3 separate regions of the Gossypium hirsutum genome follow, and regions 2 and 3 are each linked to region 1. The links are chromatin contacts, called in public Hi-C maps. All regions are on one chromosome and are shown on one strand. The core of a region is the stretch at or near the end of the contact, and the rest is flanking DNA. Distances in the headings are between cores, read along the strand shown.

Region 1 (4,490 bases), core at 1,432-3,931:
TTGCAAAGAAAATCAATAAATTCAACAATAATTCCACCTTTGTTTAATTCAAGGGCATGCACCAGCCGCTCTTCCAATCCACCTCTTACCATATGATTTGTGGGTCTAGCATCATGGAAGGGGTTTTCTTCCTCACCAAATTCATATTTATCAACGAGACTATCTTTTGATATGTCACTCTGATTGTGGACACCTTCCAAAATTTCCATCCAGGTTTCCACTTTTTCTTATCACAACCAATTCTTAAATCGCATGTCATAATGCAACCAATTCTGTTTCTTGACACTGAGTTCCTCCTTGATCTCTAACACGTCCAACCATGGCTTAAAAGCAAACCCTAATCTAGATCCTACGTTTTAACTAGGCTTTGATACCAAAATTGATGTTGTTTAGACAGAAAAACAGCAGCAATCGAAAGAAAGGCAGAAAAATGGGTTAGAAAGAAAGTGAAACTCTAAAAATCATAAGTTTATAGAAAAACCTCTAGTTTCTTCGATTAATTCAAAGAACATAATAATAATGTTGTGGGCTTGTGGCTGTAATAAAGTTACAGCATATTTATAATAGACTTCTTTGCAAGTAAATTTACTAGGTTTTCTTGCAAATAAAGTTCTATTCTTAACCTTAGATTTAAACCCCAAGGAAAACTAATAATCCTAGCCATGCAAAAGATATCTAAAACTTAAAATAAATATTATAAAATAAAACTGAAATAATAAAATATTAATGATAAAGCTCCCATATTAAAGATATATGTAGTAAGAGATTAAGAACTCACCCCATATTCTGAAATAGGAATACCCTGCTGAGCACGTAATAAGTGTGCTTGTCTCCGTGTCATCCACTACAGAAGATGAATTTCATGAAGAAAGATAAGAAAATAGTAATAGAAAATTAACATAACGAACAATTTAGATGTGCCATGCATGCATCCAGGCCATGAGAACATGACATAAAAAGAAAGAAACAGACACAAAAGACAGCTGTCATCATGGGTATGTAAAATACAGATTACGGCAAGGTCATTGATGAATTAAAAGGCACTCTACTGTAGTGTAGGCATGACTAACCTTTCCAACAGACATACAAGCAATGCAAAGCAGTCCACAGTAACTGAAAAGCAGCCAAATCAGGAAACCATATTTCTGACCTTCTTTTGGCAACTGCATATGTTTGCTATATTACCTCCAGTCCAGTGATAAGATAGCATTTACAAGAGAATGATCCTGACTACTGTGAAAGCATTAAACACTTACACAGTTCCTAGCACTAGTGAACCATAGAGTGCCAATTACAGTCCAGGCCCAAAGAAACGGATAAAGTAGCATAGACAGAATTGAAAGGACCACTATTCTTCCACAAAATCGAGCATACCTCTGCTGCCACCCAAAATCCCTAGAAGTAAATCAAGTCAAGCATAAGATAAGTACCTGTAAAGTAAAATGTTAGCTACTAACAGAATACTACCTTTTACAGAAGAAAGAGTTGCAGGTAAATGCAACTGAGAATCAAACAGGACAAAGGTAGAAATAGATTTTTTAACTGTAATGGCTAATTGGCATTCTAGTATCTAAGTTGAGCAGCACGACAGCACGAGCATGAAATTAAAAAGCAACGGTTCAGACTTCATGATGAAAAACTCTTAAGCTCATGTTCAAGCTCCGTTGCTTAAACTACTTAATAGCTACAAGTAAAAGACAAGTACTTACAAACCCATTCCAGCGGCAAGTCCATTATCTACAAACATCAAAAGACGAAAAATGAAGACAGTAGAGTAGTCAACCTGAAACATTAAGTTCCGAATTCATAAGAAACTTTTCCTGCATCAGCAAAATCCAGAAGGAACCAACTTTTCAATCCATACAAAATTCTCCAAAACCAAAACGAATAAAAGAACACTCACCACGATCCATATATGCAACGGGTATGTACAATGATGATAACGCTTCCAATTGATAGCAACAATGATTCTAAAGGAAAAGAATTGTTAAAAGAACAAACAAGTACTTCTCAAACAAACACAAAAGAAGATAACAAAAGATTCATTTCCCATCCCCTTTCCTCCAATTTTCCCAACAATCAAACTTTACCAAAACAAAAATAACTTTAAAAAAAGAAATCCATAGATGTACAGAACTAGCAAGAAAATCCTAAACCCAAATTAAAAATAATGAAAAATCGAAAGAGAAAAAGGATACACACTTGTAGCCAGCATAGACAAGAAGAACCCATCATACCTGCAAAAACCAAAAACAAAAAGCAAATAATAAAATCCCAATTTTTATCTGCATAAATAAGAAAAATTAAAGAGATGAAAAACAAACCACTTGAAATCGACACCTCTGATTGCCATAGAGGAAAGAGTTTAAAGAAGTATAACAGAGAAAAAAAAAGAAAAAATAAAAGAAGGGGGCGGGAGCTTTAGAGAGTGTAAGGACAGCAAAACCCAAGAGATCTGATATTCATTTGGAAGATAAAAAGAAAAAAGGAAACAAAGAAGGATGAAATTGACCAAGAATATATACCTACTATGATTATCTTTGTTTTAGTTATTGATTCATTAAGCAGAAACTAATTTACGGGAATAACAAAGAAAAGAAAAAAAAATAAAGGTGAAGAGAGCGCAGTAGCATTTTGAGGACTTGTAAGTAAACGGAAGGACAGACATTAATCAATCCGAGGTGGAAGGGAAGGCCTGGAATTTAATTAATTTTTAGTAATTAATTACACTTATAACAAATGTTTTTTACAAAGTGTGGCTTTAAGGAAAAAAACAAAAACTTGATGACACGTGTGATAGTGTGGTTACGTGCTTGAATTGAATTAGAATCGGTTAGATTAGGTATGACATTTTTAGCACAAAGAATCCTACTCCTTGCGATGCTTTTATTAAAAAATCGTAGTTTTAAAAGAAATTGTGTTAAAACTATTTTTTTTATAAAAATTCAATTAAAAATCAAATCAAAATATAAAAGAGTTAAATCATATTTTAAGGCTCGAACTTGACAACTCTTCTAATATTGGGATTTGATTTTTTTTGTCTAAGTTAGGGTTTAAATTTTGCAATTATTCTCCCATTAAGGCCAAAACTTTTTTTTTTCAAGTTAAGCCTTGATCTTGGCAAATGTTCTCAAATTGGAACTTAAACTTCTTTTTAAATATGTAGTACTTGAAAACCCTAAAATTCAAGTTTCAATGTAGGAATAATTACTAAGTTTAGGCACTAATGTGAGAATAATTACTAAATTCAGGGTTTAACTTGGACCAAAAAAAATTTAAGCTCCAATGTGAGAACAATTGCCAAGTTCAGGACTTAACTTGGCCAAAAAAAAGTTCAAACCCCAATGTTAAAAAAAATTACTAAGTCTAAGCCCCAAATAGTAATTTAACCCATATAAAACTACAGCATTGGAATTCTTTCAAAGAAGGAAAAGACTAATATAAAATTAGATTTTCTTATACGAGGGGAAGTTTTTAAGATTGAATCTAAAATTTAAGGGAAATGATTTTTGTACAAAAAAAAATATTGGATAGAATTACAAAACCAGATTTTTGGGTATTTTTGTGACCAAAATATCCTTGATTAGAATTTAAACTTTAAATTGATAAAAGGGAAATGGTTTTTGTATAGAAAAATATTGTACAAAATGTATAGAACTTGAATTTCGAGTATTATTACGATTAAAATACCCTTAACTAGGATTTAAATTTAAATTAATAAAATATATCTCTCATCAAGGTAGGTAATCATTGGTCATGTTTTTACGTGAAAAGCGGAGCAAGTTCTCCCACTAATTTATTCTCTTTCAACGTGCAAAATAATTTTTTGGTGTTTAACCCTTCTCGAAGCATATATCTTTAACTAAGAAGGAAATTTGTCCTTTCCCAATTTCCTACCTTCATCCCCTCATCTTTCTCGTCCCTTGTCCCTCGTCCCTTCATCTTTCTCTATTTTTAAAGGGGAATTTTTGAAGTATTATTTTCAAAAAAGCAAATCTTCATTTAACTTTTATTTTTTTTTGTCTCTTAAGGTGTATTCCAACAATGAACAATCAAAATCAAATGAAGATGTAACACCCCTTACTCGACCCGATCGCCGAGTCTGTGCTTTGGGATGCCACATCCGTTGCCGGAGCAACTACCGACAAAAACATTGAAATAAATCATTGTATGATAAATAAACTTTCCTGAGACTCAATCTAATGTACGAAAACTTAATTGTTAAACTGAACATGAAATAGGGTCAAATTACAAAAATTACAAAATTCTTGAATAGGTATCGATACCTCTAAAAAGTACTGATACCAAATTTAACTTTGATGTTTGAAAAAATCATCCTTAAAACAATAAGTATCGATACTTTACTTATGGTACCGATACTCACTTACAAGTATCGATGTCATGTTCTAGAATTGATACCATTTTACAATTTTGTTTCTTTTGTAAAAACTAATTAGAGTGAAAAATGTATCAATACCCAAATGTAGAGT
Region 2 (4,490 bases), core at 838-3,337, 390 kb after region 1:
GATTTTGTGTAAAATGATACATGAATTATAATTTTATGTAACTATATATATAACTTGAATTTTAATTCAATTGTAATTTACATTTAATTATAAATATGTATAATAATGCCACCTTAATACAAATAATAATTTTTGAAATTTGAATTAAAATAAAAAAAATTATTACATTCTACATTAAATAAAAAAATCATTTATATTCTATTTTATTTTCTTTCTAAAGTAAAATGATTGCAAATTATTAGGTAACATGTACCACTCTAATGTAAAACTTGACATTTGACAAACAAAAATTGTTGTTTTAGTACAACAAACTACATTTTATCCAATAAGTAAGTTTGTTTTAATATATATATATATATATATATATATTACCTTCTTTCATTTGAAAGTCTACTTTATTTTTTTGAAATATATTATTTTATGTTATTGTTGGTATATATTTTATAAATAGATTTAAATGAAATTCTTTTCTAAATTAAATAAATTTGAATCAAACTAACCTGAACTATCAAAATTCCACCAACAAGTTTGTTTGTTTTTTCCTCCTCAGGTTTGCTATTTAAAAAGTAGTATATATTTGGTCAATTAATCTTAGCAATTTATATATGTATTTACATTAGAGGTGCTCATGGCCGGGTGGCCCGGCCCGGCCCGACGGCCTGCCCGAAATATGGGAGGGTTTGAGTAAAAATATAGGCCCGAAATATAGGCTTGGGAAAAAAACGATGCCCGTTTAGAAAACGGGCCTGGCCTCGGGCACCACTTTTTTGGCCCGGGCCCGGCTTGACCCGGCCCGATATAATACATATATTTATTTTTTAAAATTTTTAATTTTAAAATATTTTTAAAATACTTTTTTATTATTATTTTTTAATTTTAAAATATTTTTAAAATACTTTTTTTAATTTTTAAAATAAATTTTTGGTATTTATTAAAAAATGGGCCAGGCCTGGGCTTATGATTTTTTCTCGGGCCAGGCCTGGGAAAAATTTTAGGCCCATATTTCGAGCCGGGCCGAAATTTTTTATGGGCCCGGCCCATGAGCACCTCTAATTTACATTATATCTGGACCTGATCATAGTTTCACTCAAAATATAAAAGGGTTTGAGTAAAAATATAGATTCAAAAAATGATTTTGAATAAAAAATGAGGCATGTTTTTCAAACGGATTGAGCATCGGGTATGTTTTTTGGGCTCGGCCCAAATCGAATTTGCAAAAAAGAAAAAATCTTGTTGCTTTTTACTATTGTTTTCGTTGTTTTATCACTGTTTTGGTGTCGTTTCGTAATTTTATTGTTAATATTTTATTATTATTGTTTAAATATTGTATAATTCTTGTTTTATTGTTAATTTTGTTACCATTTTAGAGATATTTGCTTGCTAAGTTGTACCTATCTTAGTGTTATTTAATTGTCAATAATTTTTTAAATTTATTTTTAATTTGTTGGGAACAATTTATTTTAATGTTTTTAGTGATTTGATGCATTATATTTTTAATTTGTTTTTATATAAAAATAATAATATAAAAAAAGTTTTAATATGGGCTGGTTGAGTCGGACCGAACTTGAGTTTTAGCATTTTTATCATGATTGAAATTAAATAAAAATTTAAACCCATTTTCCAGTCCGAGCCCGAGCCTAAAATTTTATTTAGACCCGATCGGAGCCATGATGACCTCTAATTATATCCAATATAACTTTTTGTAAATGTTTAAAATATTATATTTTATAATATAATAATATTCATATTATATAAAATCTTATATATTTAAAGTGATCTATTTTTGCTCTAAAGGTTTACACAAAACAATAATGCAAAATTGACAAGAGAAGTTTGGAATTGAAATGTAGGGGCAGTGAAAGCAATTGAAAAGAACAAAGTAGGCCGACGGAGAGAGGGGCAAAAAGGGAAAAAAGAAGAGAAAATGGCGGGGTGAGAAAATAAAGAGAGAGAGAGGGGTAAATATGAAAAGAGAATGGGCAGAAGACTGAAAGTCATAATCAGAAAGACCCAGATTGTCTCCTCAGAAGTGGATCTTCGCACGTTATCAATGTTTGCCGACTCTTCAACCGTTGATTAATAAAATAACATTATCTTTCTTTTTTGTATCATTTAGGTGAATAGCTTACAAATATACGTAGAAGTATATTTTAATAAGTACAAAATGAAAAATTGTGATGAATTAATCCTGATATTAAGTTTGTGGTTGGAATATGAATATCCTAATTAATCTAAAATTATGTTTTTATCATCACTAAACCGTTATCAGTGTAATACCAAGCTAATAAACCATCATTTTAAATGAAATTGCACGTATAATCTCTCGCTCGCTCTCTTTTTAAGCATTTTAATTAGTTATTTTCCTTCTCTTCTACCTTTTTTCACTCTTCTCTCTTTTTAAGCTGATATGCCTGTCTTTCATTCAAGTCATAATCAAATCAAATCTTTGATGCAAATATAGTTCTTTAGCGACCTTTCGGTAAGACAATCTTCCAAAGATGCTCGGTGCATCGGAATATTATTCATTGGGAAGAGGATCTACCATTAATTACTACACGCCTCAAGCTCTGCAACAACTGAGAAGATTCTACTCTGCAATTAAAAAGGAATCACCACGAGGTATGTGAACCTTCTTTGGCTTTCATTTTAATGCAAAATGAATTGGATATTTAACTGAAATGATGGTAGAATCCAACGCAAAATCAAGAAATGAGGTCCCCATTTAGGCCATGAACTTCCGTTTCTTCCACCTAGCATTCATTTCTCTTTTTCCCCTTCTCAAAGTTTAGCGTTTTAATTGGTGAGCTTCTCTAATCGCTTCTTGGTCTATCACTCCCGTATTTCTACATTTTCTCCTTTATTTTTTAGTCATTAAAAAACTCACAAGTCTTTCCTCGGCTGCACCCTCAACTCTGTCTTAGCCCCCGCGAGCCGAGGAGATCGCTGTTCCTTGGCTTGCTCCCTAGGACGCACTCGCTCTCGGCTTCCGCCTGGTTTGGCTCAGTTCAGCCGCCGAGGACTAGTGTTGGTAGATCTGCGTCGTTCCGGGCTCTGGCACCCTTCAGAATGAGTGTTCTTTTATTTTGATGTTGCGGAGGTAAACAAAATTCCAGAAAATTTACATCTTTGTTTCTTCACTTATTGGACTTTTAACAACCAGAAGCTGCTTCATTGTTTAAGTCCTTATTTGTTATTAATCAATTAAATTTTGATAATTGTTTTAAAATCAATATTCAAATACAAGTAATGGTTAGGGTTATGAAAGGGATAAGAGGGAAAAAGAGAGAAGAAAATAAATAACGGAAAAAGAAAAAAAAGAATTAAAATGCTTAAAAAGAAAAAGTCTAGGGACTAAATGTGAAATTTGACCTAAAATATTTGCTTGAAACTGTTAAAATTAAAGTTAAATTACCAAAACACAAATTAAACTAATTTACCAAAAGAATCATCCACTCAGATATGATGGTTAAGAGTAAATTAAACTTCTTCTATAGATCACAATAAAATTGGATTCAATATAGTAATCATTGACAGGTAAATGGAATATTGTGTAATTACCGTATATATTGGATTCATTCTGTATGGGGTTATATTGATCGGTATTTTTATTTTTTCGTAATTTTAAATAAAATAATTAAAAACCGCATATCCAAAAATTAAGCAAGTCCTTAATAAAATTTATTTATAAATTTTAAAAAATAGTTTTTTATAACAACAGTACAAATAATCTTGAATAAATTAGAGAGTAAAATTTAAAAAAGATAAAATAGTTACATCCAAGAAGGAAAGCATAAAACAACATATATATATTACCAAACTTGTTGGGTTTGGAATATGCATGACGATTAATACCAAGTTGTTAAATTCTTTGAATACTGAATCTTCTTTGGAAGCAAATTTATCTTATGAAAATTAATGATTATCTTGTGTTATTCTAAAATTAAAAAATATTTATCCAAAATGTTTTATTAAAATATACACCTTTTAAAATTCCTAATTTAATCGCAAACATTTTGCTATTAAATCCTTTGGAATTTACAACTTTAAAAAATTTCAATTGAATTAGTGATACTCCACTGATATTTCAAATTAAAGATTATACAAATTAAATGATAATTCTATAAAATAATTCATTACTGTTCTATAGAAAAATCGAAATATTATCAATGCTCTTAGTGCATCCGACGGTCCAGAAATTCTATTTAATACTTATTTTATCTCACAAGAAAATATTTAATGCACAAATAATAAAACATAAGCTCATAATTTAAATAGAAGAAAAAAAATGAATGGTTTTTCCCAAAATTTTTCATGATGATAAAATACTAATTGCCAAATAAATTTATATAAATTATCAAATCTATAAACAAAAGCAAGGATAAAAAAGGCATATTAATAAATTTAATCATCTATATTTTCATCTTTTGTGAATTTGATTTTTATTTTTATTTAATTAAATTTGATTATTAACCTATTTAACAATGTTGATG
Region 3 (4,490 bases), core at 715-3,214, 380 kb before region 1:
ATCATATTGGGTGAACAAATTTAACCCAAAGAGGTAAAGGATATCCTATTAGGGTAATACATTTATGCAAGGTCATCGGGCAATCATCTATAAAGCTACTTTCGTAATGGTATATAACAAGGGAGAGTTTAATCATGGTACTTTAGTGTAATGACTCAATGCTTAAATAATGTTTTAGTTAATACACGAAAAGTTAGAACTTAATTACAAATTATTTGAATTATAATTATATATGTACAATCAGTCCCTCCTAAAACTCAATATAACCCAAAACAGATTGCATGTAGAACTGATACGTTACATTGGATGAAAACGACGATTAAGAGAAATAGATCGTATGTACCACTATCTGCAATGAATGCATTTTCTCGTTAAGTACAAAAGATGATTGCATATATTATAATGTATCATGAAGTTAATTGCACATTTTGGGTTTAATGTTGTGTATCATTAATATAAATATGTATATTATAATATCATAATTGTATATATATGGTTACATATCATTAATAATTTACCTTAATTATATATATTGTTTGTATATAATTTATTTTACCATAAGTTAGTTACAAGTTTAGGGTTTAAGCGTGCATATCATTAATATAAAACATATATTATAATAACATAGAACATAGTTATATATAGTGATGCATATCATTAATAATCTATCTTAATTATATGATATTGATTGTGTATATTATAATCTACTATAAAATTAGTTACAAGTTTAAGCTTTAGGTTGTATGTCATTAATAACAGAGTGTATATAATGTCATAAATGTATAATAATTATTATACATTTATAATTTTCTTATATATAATAATCGATATATTATATGTAGTTCTTTTAAAAGGTAAATTCATTAATTCATTCAATGAATGGAACCATACAATTCAGAGAGATAAAAAAAATAGCAAACACTCGTCGTAGATGGTAAATGACAAGCTCCATCAACACAACAAAGACTTTAGCCTTAGCATCAATAGAACATTATGACACGTTGACAATTGATTTGTCACAACTCAAACACGACATATTTGGATTGATTGCAAGTACTTAAATATTATAATGAAATCAGCCCCGGATGGTCCAAAGCGGCGATAAAAAATCGACAAAAAAGAATCAAACATTCACCAAACTAGAGAGGACGACAACAAAATCATCCCTAAAATCACTTGTAAGACTAAAATTATATGCATAAGTAAGACTAAAATTACATGCATGTAGTTAAACGAGTATGCATTCTGTTCTTTTGTAATATGATATGTACTAAATAAAATTATATCTTATATTATAAAATATATTTACATTATAGTTTTTAATTTTAATTATATAAAAATTATTATTATTTGTTTAAAATAAGTCAACTAATTGAGATGATCAAATAACAAAAAGGATAAACACAAATTTAAAAATTTTGATGATCTCATCTCATTATTCGATTAGATTTGCAGAAACAAAATAATATAATTTAAGAGAAGCTATATGGAATTTAATATAATAAGATGTTAAATAAGATATATTTTTCTAATAAAAAATTATTATTAATTATTATATTTAATTTTAAAAATATTTTATTTTGTTTTTTTACATCATTTATTAATTTGTGTAAATTATAAACAATGCTTATGGCAAGTTGTTAAAGCATGCCATTATATATAAGAGATTTTGGGTTCCAACCTTATTAGAAGCATTTATTTTTCAACAGGTAGATTTGGATTGAATACTCAAATCTGCAATTGTAGGAATGCGAATTTAGATAATGGAGAAGGTCTATTTGCATCTTCTGAATTCATAGTAACTAGTTGGATATTTGAATCCGGAATTGTCACCTAATTGAATTCTTTGAAATAAAAATAAGGAACTAAATTCTAAATATAAAAAGAATAGAGGGACTTGGAGCAAATTTTATCCTTATATTTTTTACATCACCCTTAAAACAAATTCCATAAGATTTTTCTTAAAAATTTTCTCAGGTTAAAAAAAAAAAAATTCCCGAATCGATATTAAAAACGATAGTCACTCGTCCAAATTACAATCCCCAACTTCCTTTGTTCTCGCTCTCTCTCTCTCTCTCGCTCTCTCTTTTATTCTTTTTTTTTCCCATTTTCTTCCGATCTGAACCCCATCTGCGGCTTTCACATCATCGTCGATCTCCTCCATATTTTCCGATAATTTTTTTTCTCATCTCGCGATCTCACGAAACCCTTAGTTGTCGATATCTCTCTCTTTCTATCTTATTATTGTTTTTTAATTTTAAATTAAGGACAAGGCTATTTCTGTTTTCTCTCTCTTTAGGGTTTCGTTAAGGGACGACCCCCCAGTTTCCCATCTTATCTCTGGCAAGTGGTTCCTTGTGTTTTCTCACCTTTTTCGATTCTATATTTTGTTTACAATCTAGAGTTTGCTTGTTTCCTTAGAAACAATCATTTGACAAGAAACGAAATGGTTCTAATAATATACGAAACCTACGGTTTCCATAATTTATGCGCTATCTGATTTAAGTTTATTTTTGTTGGTGCCGTGATTTGATCTTCTGGGGAACTACAATAACTGGAAGCCTCTTTTGTTCGGTTTAACTTGTTTCTAGGCTTTAAATAATTTGTTTAGCTTTCTACGTCAAATAGTGATACTTTATTGCATGTGATTGTTCTGTTTTCTTTTTGTTTACCTATTTAAGTTTCGGGTATAATAAAATGCAGTGAAGAACTTTTCTGATAATAGGGAGAGTAGGAAAGGAAATTAAAGGTTTGTTGCAGACATAGCTACTAGCGATGTCAGTGAAGATGTTTATGTGACAGGTATAGTGTTGAGAAATCAGGGTTTAATAACTACTGTGGGCAGGGATGAATTTTGAAACTTGACAAGGGTAATTTTGAGTAGAGTGATGTTCTAAAAGTGAAGAAAATGGGAAGCTACTGGACATGGATTCAATAATAAGTCTCTTTTGGAAGTGTATTTACTTTCTCAACTGATACTTGGAATTTGTTGGATGTTTGGTTTCTATTGAGTTCTACTGATGGAGCAGTGTTTTAGGGTGAAGATAGATGCAAAACCAACAATTTCCCCTCCTTTTTTGATCGGTGAAAGATTATTTGCGTTGGTGGTTTTACATGAGAATATTGTAGTTCACATGCTGAGTTAAAATGGTGGAAATGCCCATTGAAGATGATTGGGATAGACTATGAAGCATAACATATTTGCCGTGGGTTCTTGGAGTCAAAGATTATGATTTGGTTTTATGATCATCAATCTTTAGGTTTGAGGTGTTTGCTTGGCCGTAAATCTTTAGATTTTTGAGAATCTTTTTGCTAAGTTTTTAAATTTGGTTTCTTATGAGTACTAGTACTGCCAGTAGACCTATCTTGGTTGGTTTTTGTTCATTCCTACAGATAGGATTTATAAAGTTTGTATGTAGGTTATAGAAGTTAACATACGAGAAGGCTGAAATGCATAACATATGAGAAGGCTGAAATGCATGCTTAGGTCCTCTGTATGTAAATTTTGTGGTAAGTTTGGGAGAAGAATAGTGATAAATGATAAATTACATTCACTTTGATTTGGTGGTTTGCAAGCAGATAAAAGGAGATTCAGCTTGGTTACTAGTATTCCTATGTAAAATTATGTTTATTGGTATGGATAATTGTGAAGGCCATAAAGATAACGAAGTAGGAGTCTTATGCTAACCTACTGGGTGCATTCGGTTTATTGCTTCCACCATATTTATGATGTTTCAAATTCATGTCCTCTTTCTTTTTTTTTTTGTACTTCTTTTAAGACCCAAAGTTCTTAATCTATATACCAGAGTATTATGATATAGTAAACTTCTTTACACAAACCTTTAAGCATCAATGTTATATGATAAATTACATTCACTTTGATTTGGTGGTTTGCAAGCAGATAAAAGGAGATTCAGCTTGGTTACTAGTATTCCTATGTAAAATTATGTTTATTGGTATGGATAATTGAGAAGGCCGTAAAGATAACAAAGTAGGAGTCTTATGCTAACCCACTGGGTGCATTCAGTTTATTGCTTCCACCATATTTATGATGTTCCAAATTCATGTCCTCTTTCTTCTTTTTTTTTTGTACTTCTTTTAATACCCAAAGTTCTTAATCTATATACCAGGGTATTATGATATTGTAAAATTCTTTACACAAACTTTTAAGCATCAATATTATATGATAAGCTTTTATAAAAAAAAAAAACTAAAGTTAACATTTTTCTGAATCTTTCTAGCTAGTTAGATGTGAGCATTTAATTAAAAAAATAAGATTCTTTTCTATTTTCTAAAGGACCATGAAGCCAAAATTTTATGAGATAAAATTAAGTATTTATGTTGTTAATGATTCAAAAGCATTGCAAATAATTGTTCTGTTCTCATCAATGGTAAGTAGCAAGTGTGAAAAACTTTTACATTCTGTCACTAACCACAACATTACATAAACTTTTAGGATTTTTTTCTCCCCTCCCCCAGTTTAGTGTTCA

What was found. Hi-C and Micro-C count contacts between places; a contact is called where the count stands out from the background.
Region 2: a Hi-C map of leaf shows a contact between it and region 1, with 4 times the contacts expected there. The contact joins the promoter of LOC107933377 here to the promoter of LOC107910161 in region 1. A contact is called at or near these places in 3 of 34 Hi-C or Micro-C datasets (all in leaf).
Region 3: a contact with region 1 is called in a Hi-C map of leaf, with 2.2 times the contacts expected there. The contact joins the promoter of LOC121214685 here to the promoter of LOC107910161 in region 1. A contact is called at or near these places in 5 of 34 Hi-C or Micro-C datasets (hypocotyl, leaf, petal and 1 more).

The regions. Positions count from the first base shown.
Region 1 is chrD02:39,783,071-39,787,560 of Gossypium_hirsutum_v2.1, reverse strand. It overlaps LOC107910161 (E3 ubiquitin-protein ligase SIS3), which reads right to left and starts at 2,681. Exons shown (of 10, transcript XM_016837934.2): 1 at 2,325-2,681; 2 at 2,199-2,237; 3 at 1,904-1,970; 4 at 1,710-1,783; 5 at 1,257-1,395; 6 at 1,071-1,163; 7 at 779-844. The coding sequence starts at 2,353.
Region 2 is chrD02:39,396,927-39,401,416 of Gossypium_hirsutum_v2.1, reverse strand. It overlaps LOC107933377 (serine/threonine/tyrosine-protein kinase HT1), which reads left to right and starts at 2,087. Exons shown (of 4, transcript XM_016865578.2): 1 at 2,087-2,619.
Region 3 is chrD02:40,160,668-40,165,157 of Gossypium_hirsutum_v2.1, reverse strand. LOC121214685 (protein MODIFIER OF SNC1 1) reads left to right here and starts at 1,964. Exons shown (of 11, transcript XR_005910316.1): 1 at 1,964-2,343.